Linked DNA regions of Gossypium hirsutum: regions 2 and 3 are each linked to region 1. The links are chromatin contacts, called in public Hi-C maps. All regions are on one chromosome and are shown on one strand. Each heading gives the region's core, a stretch centred on a gene start, on an enhancer-like site or on the middle of the called end of the contact. The rest is flanking DNA. Distances are from core to core; before and after follow the strand shown.

Region 1 (4,919 bases), core at 1,578-4,077:
ACTAATTGCAGCACACACATCCTTTGCCAAAAGATCTTGTGGATCCAGCCTACCAGACAAACCATTGTCAACAACATCAACGGGCTGACATGACAAAGAAGTTGATTTATCACAAAGACAGTTTGCACCTTGCTCAAAAGAATCCCTGTTCGAGTTGCAGGCCTTTCCTTTGGCATTTATTATTATTTCACAGGAAGTCTCAGCCTTTGTATATGCAAGAAAATCAGTCCTCCCCTCAGAAACCTCTGTAACACCATCTCCTGATGAATCACTAATATCATTACCAACAGTTTGTGCATTCTTCCGTGTGTCAGATAATCTCCTTGAAGCTAGCAACTCAATGCATAAATCATCATTACTTTTAGTTTCCACAGGTTTAGTAAAACTTTCCAATGAGAGACCACTGCTACTGGGATCATCTTTCTGGTTATGCCCGTCACAACTACCCACTGAATCACCTGTTTGTTGTAAGTTGGAAATTGTCTCAACACAACATGAAGTAGATATCTTGCCACACGTTTCAGATTCTATCATGGGTGAAGCACCACTTTCCCCATCTAGAGAAGGACCCACGATAGCCTTACCATCCTTCAGGTCAATTTGTCGGGGACAATCACTCCTGCAATCACCAATGCCTATTGATGTTGAAGCCAAGTGACTACCCTGAATAAATGACATTTGGTTGCAAATATTAGCCTCAACCTCAGTTAAAACCTCTTGTTTTTCTTCCATAGCTACTTCTGAAGAGGAACAATAGGTACTCGTACCATCCTTACTCTTGTGTTCACCAGTTGCGTCTATTAACTCAAAGGGCCATTTAAAGTTCTCTGAAAGCAATATTTGGTTCAGAACGTCAGTCCCTTTCCTCTCTACTGCATCGTTTTTCTCTTCAAACTTCTTTTCCCCATATTCCACAATCCTTTGAAGAATGGAACCATTGACCCTCTCATCGTCATCCTGCTTATCCAGTTTAACAGAACTTCTAGGTGAAGTAGAAATTGTGTTCAGTTCTATTGGCATTTCCCCATCCCGTGAAACATTATTTTCTGAGTCGAGATGACCATCTATACCCATATTCTCAGTCAAACAAATCCTACCTTGGTTATTGCCCATACATTCTTTTAACATCAAACCAACCACATTTTCATTGTCACCCTTCATCTGATCTTTACAGTTAGTAGAAATCTCCATGCCACTGCTCAAAGATGCACTGTTTTTGTCCTGAGACAAGCCTAGTGATCCTTTAGTAGCATTTGTACCATCCTCTCCAGAAGATCCACTTTTTTCCAAGCACACATCAGTTACTGAATCATGAATGTCAACATCATCCTGATTTTCATTCAAACCAACCCCATGATCACCGATCCTATCACCCTTCAGTTCATTCAAACAAGAATCTACATTTTCACACTGAATTTCATTTGAATAACCTGTATTATCAACATAACCCATTAATTCCTCTGGCCCAGAGCAATCTGGATTTTCACCTTGATTACCATTTAAACAAACTATAGCATCACCGCATATATCACCCATCAATTCCTTCGAGCCAGCACCATCTACATTCTCACCCAGATTTCCAATGGAGCAAACTGTACTATCACGATATGTATCACTCCTCAAGTCAAGTGGAAAAGAACCATCCACTTTTTCACCTTGATTTTCAATTGAGTAAACTATACAATCCCTGCACCTATCATCTGTCAATTCCTTTGAATCAGAATCATTCATACTTTCACCCTGATCTTTCAAACAAACCACAGTATCATCATTCGCATTGCCCATCAATTCCTTCAAACCAGAATCACCCATAAGTTCACCCTGATTATTTTCCAAACAAACCACACTATCACCGCACATATCACCCACCAATGCTTTTGAACAAGAAGCATCAGCAATTTCACCACCATTTTTCTTCAAACAAACTGAGTTTTCACAACATTCACCACCCATCAAGCCCTTCATACCAGAACCAACAATTTGGGCCTCACCCTTTATTCCAACTTTGCAATCAATATCCCCAGACCTTTTGCAAACACTGTTTTCATCTTCACCCGGTTCACTAGCACAATCCCCATTAGAATCAATCACAACGCAATCCCGTTGCTCAGAGACAAGTTTCCCCATTGACTCAGAGCACAAATGTTGCTCGGCAGCAGCAGCAGCAGCAACTTCACGCGAAGGTTCGTTTACAAAAGTCATATTCCCACACGAACCCATCTCAGTTGTTTCCAAACAAATTATCAACAATGCTGCAAACTCATTACTCCAAACCTACATAAGAAGTGAAAAGAAAGGAGAAAAAAAAAGTTTGACCCAACAATCAAAATCAAGCACATCCCCTTCACCAATACAATGCAACCTCAAATTCACCGCCAACGAATCCCTAGCTCCCTTTTAATCATATCGTTCCCAATAAAACCTTAATAAAAAAATAACAAATAAAAACATTACCTTATCAAAGCTCTCTCTGAGAAGAACCTCGGAGAAAACCCTAGAATCCCTTTCTCTGCACAATCGAAAAACCCTTCATCTCAGAATCTAAACACTAATGCATATATCCCAAAAAATAATAATAATAAAAGGATAATGCATTGAAATAATTAACCACGAAGAAAAAATTAAATTCAACAAAAAAAGTAAAAAGAGAAATAATACTTTGTTAGAGAGAAGAGGAACGAGGCCGTTGAAGAAGGAAGAAAAAGGTCGTTTTTATATCTTTTTATTTTTATTTAAAAAAAAGAATAATTTTTTTATAAACCTGTTTGGGAGAAAGGAATATGAGAGAGAAAAATTTTAGAAGAAAAAAAAAGGGAAAAAAAAAGAAAGAAGGAAAGGAAGATGAGATACTAAAATATCAATTTTGACCTTTCCTTCTTTAATTTGTAAGCCGAGTTTGATTAGGACACCGATACTTTACGCTCTCACATTTGACACGTGTATTTTTCATGGGTGTTGTTGCCATTTCCTATTAGAATTTTTTTTGTTTTTTTTTTCTGAGTATATATCTGTTTTTGTTGGAAAATGTGTTCAGACGATTTTTTTTTTCTTTTTGGGTGTGAATAAGAATATTAATAAAGGTTTGGTGATCAAAGTACAAATTTTGATATTTTATTTACTACTTGTAGTATTTTATTTTTATATTAAAAATACTCAAATTTATTTCACAGTAAAAGAATTCGAGTTTCTTTCCCCTTTACATTAGCTTAAGCAAAGGAACAAGTAATGGTTAGGGCAAGTATAATTGATGGGTAGAAAATTGATTTATAAATTTTAGTTCATTTCACATTTAATTTAGCTTGTTTTAAATAATTTTAGGATATTAGGGGTTAGTGATGCATTTTAGTGTTTTAAGCGAATTTTAAATGCTTTTATACTTAATTGTGAATAAACTAGAGTAGATGTAAATATAAAGTAGTCAAGAATCCCACTCGACAATATCTTTTTTGGTGTTGAGTTTGCATTATGGTATATACAGTATTTGACTTAAAAGAGTTATAAAAGTGAATTTCATCCCTTGAACTAGTAGATAATTATGCTAGATTATATACATTGATAGTTATGATTTGATGATGTTTTTGTTGTGTTTATATGTGTTAAAATGATGATCTTGCATTGATGTAAAGTTTAGGTACATTTAATGTATATTTTGTAAGGTTTAAACTCTTGAAAATGTGCATTTTGGTCATTTTACCAGTGAATCTCAAAACAACATGAATATGTCTCGAGACCGTAAAAACAAAATTCACCTTATTGTCTAGTTATATGTTTAATGTTTTAAGACTTTGTCTAAATAGTCTCGAGACAAAGTGGTCTTTGTCTTTGTCTCGAGACAAGAAAACATCGAAGCCAAATAAGTTTTGTCCTATTACAGGTCTTAAGGCAAGAACCTTTTGTCTCGAGACATTTAAATATTGAAGCTAAAATAAGAAAACAGGGGAGGTTGGTCTTAAAACCTAGCCCTGAGACATAAGGGACATACCTCAAGACACAATTTATAATGTCTTGAGTCAAATTAAATTTGAAAGTAAAATACCTAAAAAAAATGAAGCATATCTCGAGACAAGAAGTCATCTATCTCGAGACATAACATAGAAATTTGATAGTTGAGTTTGGAATCAAGTCCTAACTTTAAACTTGACCTTACATAACCCCATAACATGATAAATTGAATCTTTAACATTGTGAATGTATATATGTGAGTATGATTGATGATTAAATTGATTTTAATGATAAGTATGATTTAAATTTTATGATTATATAATGAGATAGCCTGAGTTGCTTCGACAACATAATGTGACATTGTAACAGCCCGTTTTTAGTTAAATCAGAATAGTGGTTTCAGGATCACGAATCCAAAGTTAAAATAATTATTTTATTAATATTTTAATGTTTACAGCATGATAGTATAGTTGTGTGAAATTTTTGTTAAGAAATTTTAACGTTTGAATATTTAATTTGATAAAAAAGACTAAATTGCGTAAAATGTAAAACTTATGTTCTATTAGCTAAAGGTGTCTAATAGCTACGGAATATTAAATTGGAGGTCCTTATGTGGTAATTAGACCATTTTTAAGGTTATTGGACATTTATGTACATGGTTTATGTGATTTATTAATGTTTTATTAAAGGTTACAATGGTAATTGATTAATAAAGATTTAATAAGTTTAATAAACCAAATATTTTAGTTTGTCTTCTTCCTTCTAGCTGAAATTAAGAAAATAAAAACATCCATGGATGCTATTTAGGGTTTGACAACTTCATGGTTAAATTGGTGAGTGATTTTGACTCGGTTTTTAGTGATTTCTATGTTTTTGAGATCGTTGCAGCTTAACCTAGCTAGTCTAGGGGCTATTTTGTAAAATTTTTAAAGGTTTAGGGTTTTTCCATTGATGAATGTTGATGTATTTTGATGTTT
Region 2 (4,919 bases), core at 834-3,333, 620 kb after region 1:
CTGCTGCCTTAAGCCTACATTTCGGCTTTTCAAATTTGATCAAACTATCAATAGACTTTAAAGCAGCTGATGGCACATGAACCTCACCATTTGATTCCTCCCTTAAGTAGGATCCAACTTTCCATGGCTCATGACTTGGTGCAGCTGCACAATAATTGATGATTCCCCAGTGATCAAGAAACCGAAAAATCCGAGTTAAATCCTCATTATTGATACCATTTACCAACCCCTGACAATCAGAAACTGTAATTCTCTTCCCAGGATTATCCATGTATTTGACAACTATTTGGTTTCTACATTCAATATATCTTTCTGGCGTGTGTTCAGGTGACTTCCCAGAGAAGAAAAGTGGCACAACTTGTCTTTCTAGACGATGCACTGTGGCTGGTGAAAACCACTCTGCTTGCAAGGAAACCCACAAACACAACCAATTATTAATACACGAATAAGAAGATTTTAGTTCACAAAGAGAGAGGGTGCAACATAAGCTTGGAGTTTATAATGCATATTTCTTCTACTAATGCTAGACATGACATGACATGACATGACACGACACACATATCATGTAAATAAAACCAACCCAAGTTTAAATTGCTTAACTTTTGTTTTAATTTAGATTACATCTCCTGTCTGAGCTAGATCAAGATTCAAGACATTTCTTAGAGTCCAATCAAAAGAAGGTCTAGTCTAGATACTAATCAACTCACATAAAAAAAACGATTATAAAGTTCCCCAGTCAAATACAAAAAGGAACTTAAATTATATACTTTCTCAAAAGACTTTTCCAACAGTGCATCTTAAATTCAAGCTGATAAAGAAAGAACTTTTTTTTTTTGAAAGGTACAAAGAAAGAACATTCACCAAATATTAGCAGCTTGCGTTCACTACGAGAAACAGACGAAAGTCAAACCTTTGAAACTCTTCAATCCTACATCTTAATACCACTTACAGTCAATTAATATAAATAAGCTCCATCTATTTATACCCTTGATTTATAGGAAATTTGTTGAAATTAAACCCCCTAAACTTGTTTCCAGATTATTCTTTCGGCTAGCCAAAGTCAGACTCAAAATTGAAACCAGGCAAAAGTTTAAAGCATGAAGATATTAAAGAGACAGCGGAACCGAACCTGAATGCATTGGCAGGACATGAACCGTACTCCCAAACCTCTTAACAACACCACGACCCTCCATTATAGGAGGAGGGGTGATCACATACTTCTCCGGATCAACAACGGGAGCTTCCGTAGAAACCGACTGTATCTGCCCGTGCGAAACATTCTCCAAAACCGCCAGCTCAACCTGCTGATGCACCTTACTATCCCCAATCAAACCCGCCCGTTCAGATGCCACGATCGCCATTACGGAACCGTGAGGACAGTTCACGGTTCTCTTCACCACGGGAGGGAACTCCGAGATGCGAAGTCCACCGCCGGCCAGGACCTCACTCTCGCTGGAGCCCGGTAAGGATGGATCCGTGGCGACACCGGCGGCATCGTCCCCGGAGTTGTCAAGGTCATCGTTGTTCTCTTCTTCATCGTCTTCCTCCGGAACCACATCCTTTTCTTCCAGCTGGTGCTTCAATCTTCGCTCTCGCTTCCGCCGCTTCCATCTACCTCGACCATCTATCCCAAAAAAAAAATTAAAAAAATTAATTCTAGGAAAAATGAAAAACGTAATTAGGGTAACTTAAATTTTATTATCATTGGATACGGAAAATGAGAAAATAATTAAAAGAAAAAAGAGGGACGAGAGATTGCCTGAAGAAGAAGCAGGCATTGGATTGAATTAGAAGTGAAAGGTGAAATTACAGAGAGGAAGTGTGTGAAATGGCGAAAGAATTTTGTGGGGTGGGGGATTAAAATTGCAGGGACGAGAAAGGTGTAGTAGTAGTAGTATATTAGCAGAAGGAGAAGGAGAAAGAGAAAGTGAATAGGGACTTTCCTTTTCTTTTCTTTTCTTTTCTCTTCTCTTTCTCTTCTTTGTTTTGGTTCTGCCCTCTGTTTCTTAACTTTTCCCCTCCCGCACTTCACCGTTTTTCCTTTGGGATCTTGGCGTGAGTAGGCTTAGTGGGCTCACTTGGTTACCCACCAACGTTTAGTCAATGTTATAAAAGTCAAATAGGTATCGAATCTCGACATACCATTGATTTTCGATTTAATCTTATATTTAGAGATTCATTTATTCCCCTGGTTTGGACTGATATATTGACAAGTTCTCAATTCAATTGAGTTCTAATAACATTGGGTTTCATCAATATTTTTTGAATTGATCTAACCGGTCAAGGTACAAGTCCAATGAAAAGTAAAAAAATCTATTGATTAGTGAACCTAGCTAAAACCGGTTTTTATAAACTTTTTAATTATTTTTAAAAATCATATATGTCATAGAAACACAATTAAATATGAAAATTTTAAGTTTAGATATAGTTGGTTGAGTTACACGAGTCACAAATAACTGTCAAAGCATAAGTTACTCTCAATTAAAAATATTTTTTATCGACTGGATAAGATACTTTGAATTCAATAGAAAGAGCTAATTGTTATGCTCCATAGAGATCACTTATAAAAAATCTAGGATTTTCATAAAGTTAATTTGATGTGGTCACTAGGATGACACTACGATGCGGCTTTGGTCTGACAGTTGAATACAACAATTAGGTCTTCCTAGAGATTCATGTGATCATAAATTTCCGGACCAATTACAAAGTGTCACGTATCAAGCTGAAGTTATTGTAAGTCGAGCCAAACTTATCATGGTGAAAATTTGATGACATCATAATTATTTTTCTCTAATTAGTTTAAGTTAATTAATAGATAAATTTATCCCTAATTAAAAATAAAATAATTAAATGATAAAATTAAATTATTATTTCATCTTTAATCAATTAATAAGAGAAAAATAATAAATAAAAGACTTTAATTACTTGTAGAACTTTCTTTTATTCAAGTAATTAGTAGTATAAGAAGAGGTGGCCCCAAGCCATTATGCAAATTCACAAGTTCAAGAAGCCCAAAAGATCTCATCAAAATTATCTGAAGAAGTTGAAGAACTTGAAGAAATTTTGATGAACCTTCCAATCCAGTTCATATTTGGAGAAGAAGACAAAAGTCGTTTCTGAAAAAAGTTGTCTTTCGATCCAAATCAACTAAAGAAAAAAGGTCCAAACCTATTTCAAGAAGAAGTCAACATGACCCTTGAAGTAATCACATCCATCCAAGACCAAGTCTAGACAACTTTGGATTACAGCTAAATCAAAGAGAAGAATCAAATAAGTTTTCTTTGTAAAGAAATCCAGAGATTGTAACTTCTCTTTCAAAGTTATCAATAAATTTGACTTAGAAATTTCAAGTCAACTTTCAATTTAAAATTTGTGTGTATAGTTTGTTAATCAAAGATTTGGTGGATCCATAACATCGTTTCACTTAGAGAAGCTTATAATAGTTTGATGGAAGATCTTTGGGGTGAAAAAGAATGTAATGGAAGATTGTTTGGGAATGCTCTATACTTCAATGTATTCGGGTTTTCTTATGTTAGTTTTTATTTTTAAATATTTTGATATAACAGAATATTTCCTTAATTAAATTTTATAAGATCTCATGTTAAACCTTCAAAAAATAGTTTCAAGTAATTTTCAAAATTGTTTAAACATCTAAAAAAAATTATGAAGATTAGAAGCTCCTAAAAGTACTTTTAAAACTTATTTTTTGCATAACTTAGGCTATGGTTCAATACCATTAGTAAGGATACCATAACACAACTTACTGACTTTAAGGGTATTGAACCCCTTGGGCATAAGTGTCTATATATATTACTATGTATTGGACCCAAGCTTATGTGCTCTGGAACTTGGGGTGCCAAATCAATTTTTGAACATTTGGGGGTATTGAACCCCAAATGAAGAAGAACTGAACCCTAAAGCAAGAGGTATTTGAACATAACCTTAGAGTCTGGTACCTATAGCTTTAACGATTACTTTATTTAAGCAGGGTATCAGAACTTAAAGTCCAAGTAGCGAAACATAGGCCCTTACAACTGCATTTAATGTTCAAGTAAATGTCTTCAACAACTCAATTTTCCCTCTAATTACTCTAAGCGACTAGAAATCAATGAAAGGTATAAATATAACTCAAGAACATAAAAAAAGAAGACAAGAAACAAGTTCATAAAGCTTATTGTGTAAAAATCCAATCTTTCACTTATAATTTTCATATTTCTCTTGTTCACACTTGGGGTTTTATTTTCTTTCATTATTTTCAAGTGTTAGTAATTCATTTAACTGAGCTTGATTATTGTATATAACCCTTTGGTAGGCATTTCTTTTTAACTATTCATTTCTAAAATTTGTGAGAGGTCACTTAAGGTTGTGGGTAGAAAACTTTAATGGGAAATGGGTCTATCTTGTCTATTCAAAAGATAATGTTATAAAGTGAAACCTTATCCTTAAAAGGTTTCATGGATTTGGGAAACCTTTAATTTTAAAGAGCTAAGGTAATGAGTGTAAGCAATTGGGGTTGAACCACTATATATCATTGTGTCAATTTTTATTCATCTTTCTTGCAAAGTTTTGAATCACCAATTCATCCCTTTCAGCACAATTAAGCTTTACATCTTATGGCAAGCAATGAAAAATAGATTGTTAACGAATGTCACACGGATGCAGAGAAGGTATGGTAGAGGATCCAACGTGTTCAATTTGTGGAGTAATGAAGGAACTAGTCTTACAAGTTTTGAAAGAGTGTCAAGAGATCACTAGACTTTGGAGAAGTTTATTGGGATCCAATGGAGTTAATAGTCCTTCTTCACGTTTTTTTGGTTGAATGGCTTATTGGTAATTTGAGGATTAATGTTGGTTTAATATGGGGTAAAACCATTTGAAATATTCTTTGCTACTGTTATTTGTAACTACGTGCATGCGTG
Region 3 (4,919 bases), core at 1,599-4,098, 570 kb after region 1:
AGATCTCAGCATGCCTTCCCCTAAAACAGTCAAAAGACTATGATCACTTAGACTCCATAATCGAACAGTTCCATCCCAACTCCCGCTGTAAAGAACTCCATTATTCACTGCTACGGCAGAAACTACCGATTTATGGCCAGTCATAGTGCCTGACAGGGTGCCATCCTGGAAGAGAAAAGGAAAGCAAGGTTCCAAATTATTATCATCTAGCATTTCAAAAGGTTAAGAAATAAGCAGCACACATGAAATGAAAATCAAATAATTATACCCGCAATGACCATTCTTTAATCAATTTATCTCCACTTCCAGTGTATAAATAGCCATTTTCTGAAACTGCCAAAGCATGGATTCCACTATAGCGCCAATCCTTTTCCTCGTACCATTTCTTTAACGGATCTTGTCCGAAAGGGATATTAATGCTCCATAAAAATATGCCACCTCCACTATCGCCACTAATGCATAATGGCTGTTCTTCATCCACACAGACAACAGCCATTACCTTATGCTCATGACCTCTGAACGTATGCACATGAGAGTAATCCTGTAAATAGATGCGGGAAGAAACTGATTCAAAATGAGCCAATATTCCAAACTAAATTACTCATGGAACAGTTACGCTTGCAGAGTATGATTGAATTTAAATCATAATACACCCACTTGAATAAATGATAATTTAGGAGAGCATACCTGCAGGGACCATACTTTGACTGATTTATCGAAGGAGGAGCTAAACAGATAACCCCCTAGAACAGCAAAAAGAAAATATGAATACATCTCCTAAATTTACCTAAGATTCATGAAATCATTTAAAACCATATATGTCAAGAAGAAGATCCAGCATACCATTAACATCGAAAAGGAAAAGAGAAGGGTAAAACAACATTGTTTAACCGGATATGAGGCAGCTTAAGATTCGAAGAATCATGGTCCAGGATCATGTGACACGCAATTGTGTAATGGAAGAAACTCTGTTTCAATGATCGAAATGCAAATCACCAAAGCCCTCCCACCCAGGCCTCAAAACAGCCACCTTATTAACAAAAGGAATCCTTGTAACGTGGATAATGACTATACTAGGACTAGCACCATGCAACAGCGAATGCTAAGTTAAATTTTTTTATTGCATTTTATAGAAGTGGCAGCAAACTACCAAATATTCACAGGCCTTATGCTTGTAAAGTTCCTAAATACAAAAGCCATAACAAGGTATCGACTACTAAGAACCCTTTCCACCAATTAGCAGTCAGCAGTATCAAAATTGAAACAGCATATGTTAAAGACAGATAAGAAACTATACCTCCTACAGCTAATCCAGTAACACAATCAAGATGGCCTTGCAAATCTTTCCATTTAATTCTGCCCTCTGTAAGACCATTAACCATGTCTGTTGCACCATTTGCTTCTTTTCCTGGTAACTCATATTTTTCCTGTGTTTCGGTTCTTTCCCTGGACAACAGACACAATTTCCCAACAACCATACATCGACCTCCATTCTCATCATAACTTGCACCATCCAATTTCACCATTTTATCAAACTGAGGTTTAATAACTAGCTCCCTAATACATTTCCACACATCTCCCGCTAGTGAACGATTCTCGGGATCAAGATCCAAGCATTTACATAGAATCTGCTGCAAAGATGCACATTCGGCACCAAATTTAGTTCCCAATAAAGAACTCACTTTCTCCATCAAACTTGTATAGACACTTGAACAATCTATTTCACTATTTTCACTTCCTTTCACAATAATATGGCACATATATTCAACCCATTCATCACTAAAGACATCCTCATTGACAATCCTAAGAAGAATACAACTTAACAACCAAGCATCCGAGCTATATCTTATTGGATATTTCAAGCTACAACACTCTACCCCAATACCCTCTTTCTCTAACAGCTTAAGCAACACCTCAGGGCTAATAAACACATCCCTTTTCAACAAATCTTTAAACAACATACCGATTTCTCCATCACCAATCTTGTTCCCACTAAATCCAACATTTGCAACAATATCTTGAATTCCCCTTCCAGTCAATAACACCTCATTCAAATCAAGATATATATGCCCAAAATCATCCAATTGAAAGCAAGAAAAGCTCAAGCAACCAGCAATCAACCCTTCTTTATGTAAAGAAATGACTGCCTCACACATTTCCATACCCATCAGTGCAAAATTAAAAACCCCTTCTTTCTCAAAACACCCCAAGTCCTTATCCAAAAAGTTCCCCCATTTTTGCTTCTCACTCACTAAATACAGAACCCCATCCCCAAGATCACCCCACAGACCCAAAACTCTACAAATTCTACAATTTTGCTTAGTAAAAGCTCTTAAAACTAAACCCAAGTCCTCTCTTTCCTCTTCTTTCATTTCACGCAAACAATCCATAACTCTCACGAGATATCCAGCCTTAAACAAAGAACCATCCTCCTCGCCACTTGAAAAAGACCCAACAGGCAAAAGGCTCACTTGGTCTCTCTCAACGGTATCGTCACGGAGAAGGTAGCTTTTCCAGTTGGAATAAAACTCGTCGGACCAAGAACGAGGGAGGAAAGGGAGATTGGAGACATTTTTGGATTTGTTGACGGGTTTTCGGGGATTTTCAGAGCCGCCGGGGATTAGTCTAAGGAGGTCGATGTTTTTGGGGAGAGTCGTGGGGCCCTCCGGTGGGTACTTGACGAGCACCGTACACGCGGGGCATCGGATTGCTCCCGGGAGTTTCTTAGGGAGGTTTAATAGGCATGACTCGCACACCGTGTGGCCACACGCGAGCACACGCGGGATCGTGCACGCGCCGTCGTACGGTTGCAAACAGACTGGACATTCCGGTAAGTCCTGCGACTCCATCGCCGCCGGGCAGAGAAAAAAGAAAGAAGTTTCGTCTTCTTAAAAAGCTGTACCCTCCCAAAAAACACGTCGTTTCACTTTGACCAAAATCTACCTTCTGACATTTTTACCCTTACAGTTTCCAAATAATACCAAAATCACTCTCCTTTACCAGCAGTTCGTTTTCTCTGAATACATCTTTCTCTGAAATTTGACGTATCGATATCGCAACGGAGAGGGACCGGCGGCGTACGGCGGCGCATTGAGGGTTTAAAGAGCATGGCAGGATCAAGAAATTCAATGCTCTATTCGTTTCTTCTATTTACCGTCATTCTTTCACTCCAAATGATGTATCGAGGAAAATTAGCGTCCTCAGAACTGTTCACCATTCTAGGTGGATTCATCAGCTCATTCTTGTTTCTCGTGTCACTAACAGTGAGTCCTAGAAGTCCCGAATTGGATCCTTTTTCTTATAAATTCATCGCCTGGATTCGCAATCCACTGTTTTATACGATGCATTTGCCATTGTTTAAAGCTCCGACAGAAGTCTGAAAATCTGACGTTATTCGAGTTTGAGACATATATAACATGATTAAGCATGATAAGATCTTTTTCCCTTGGTTATTTCAGTTCATTGGGAATTTCCAGTAAGCATTTGGGATGAGAACTGGCTGGGGAGCTGGTGAGTATACATAGCTACTTTCGTTTTTTGCCTTTTTAATTATTTATGATGAGATTTTATTCAGAAAGGTTAGGAGGATGAAGAAAGATGCTACAGATCACAATAAAAAAACACGAACACAATATGTTTAAGAAATATGCAAATTGAGTAATAGACATGACCGCATGAGAAGTTCAATGCATATTTAAACATGTTAGCATATGCATACCATTCTGCTCAATCTAAAGCATTTATCACAATTTATGTTTTGCTGGAAAACGCTTACGACAGTTGTAAGTAAAATATTTTCAGAATGCATTTTCAGTTAAGTTACCTGAAAATACCTCCAGGTGAAAGTGTTTTCCCTAACAGTAAGGTGCTACTTTCTTCAATGGCTATTTAATTAGTAATATATATATAACTATGTTTGAATGGATGTCATATGAGGATCCGACAATTTAAGAATGCATCCCATCGAAATTTTTGGTGAATCCAACATCTGGCACGTGAAGGTGTCATTGGTAGTGAACACTACTGTAGAGATGTACGAGTCGGATAAAGTGTTGCAGCAATTCGAGTTCAGGCAACAAATTTCAGTGGCACCTCAAGACCTCGATGATCTACATCCTATCGACTTGCAAGGGAGGATAGATGAGAATAGGTTGATATTCCACGCACAATATATCAACATGTGGAACAATATGTACGAGTTTTTACCTACTAGCGAGGTCATTGTCGTTCCAGAGCTAGCCTACGATCCGAAGTACATACAATGGTTTAGGGTTTATGGCAAGTTATACTTGTTAGGGGAAGAGGCGAGGAGTCGACAACCACATACGAGGAGGTCACGACAGGCGCCTATACATCCAGGGTCTAGCGAGGTGGGTCCGTTGTCAGCACCTACACAAGAACCAACACCGATAACCGCACCACCCCTAAGTCAGTTTGTCTCGTCTTATTCTGGTGCGTATACTAACCCTGTCATTTTCACACAAGCATTATATATTTCTCCACATTTTTCTACTTTTACTTCGATGCTAGGTTTTGTTTTTGGACCTTTATCCCTGGTGTATTACATGCTGATGCCATCGATATTTTCGACAACGACGACGTATGGGCCATCTATGATTCGGGCACCGACCGAGAGTCCAATTGCTATGTCATCGATGTATGGGACACAATATAGTTATACCTCTATTCCGATGGTGCCTCAAACACCTCCAGGATCATTGTTCTACCAAGGTGGATCATTTTCCCAACCACATATTCCTAGACAGGAGGATGCACGGGTAACCGAGGAGCAATCAGTCGCAATCAACCACAAATGAAGGTGAAGAAGATGAGAGGCCAAGACCACAACCTATACCGGAGGTCGAACCAAGAAGGAATCCGTCTCGCAACCGCTGGTTAACCCGATGTAACACATATTC

What was found. Hi-C and Micro-C count contacts between places; a contact is called where the count stands out from the background.
Region 2: a Hi-C map of leaf shows a contact between it and region 1, with 1.5 times the contacts expected there. The contact joins the promoter of LOC107951483 here to the promoter of LOC107951494 in region 1. A contact is called at or near these places in 3 of 34 Hi-C or Micro-C datasets (hypocotyl and leaf).
Region 3: a contact with region 1 is called in a Hi-C map of leaf, with 2.0 times the contacts expected there. The contact joins the promoter of LOC107951486 here to the promoter of LOC107951494 in region 1. A contact is called at or near these places in 3 of 34 Hi-C or Micro-C datasets (all in leaf).

The regions. Positions count from the first base shown.
Region 1 is chrA02:13,355,355-13,360,273 of Gossypium_hirsutum_v2.1, forward strand. LOC107951494 (histone-lysine N-methyltransferase ASHH2) reads right to left here and starts at 2,828. Exons shown (of 19, transcript XM_041091341.1): 1 at 2,659-2,828; 2 at 2,455-2,509; 3 at 1-2,274. The coding sequence starts at 2,220.
Region 2 is chrA02:13,977,685-13,982,603 of Gossypium_hirsutum_v2.1, forward strand. It overlaps LOC107951483 (SWI/SNF complex subunit SWI3C), which reads right to left and starts at 2,084. Exons shown (of 7, transcript XM_016886546.2): 1 at 1,760-2,084; 2 at 1,130-1,624; 3 at 1-399. The coding sequence starts at 1,778.
Region 3 is chrA02:13,920,754-13,925,672 of Gossypium_hirsutum_v2.1, forward strand. LOC107951486 (TAF5-like RNA polymerase II p300/CBP-associated factor-associated factor 65 kDa subunit 5L) reads right to left here and starts at 2,849. Exons shown (of 6, transcript XM_016886552.2): 1 at 1,298-2,849; 2 at 688-743; 3 at 269-541; 4 at 1-165. The coding sequence starts at 2,849. LOC107951487 reads left to right here and starts at 3,954. Exons shown (of 2, transcript XM_016886553.2): 1 at 3,954-4,452; 2 at 4,531-4,919. The coding sequence starts at 3,954. The coding sequence ends at 4,817.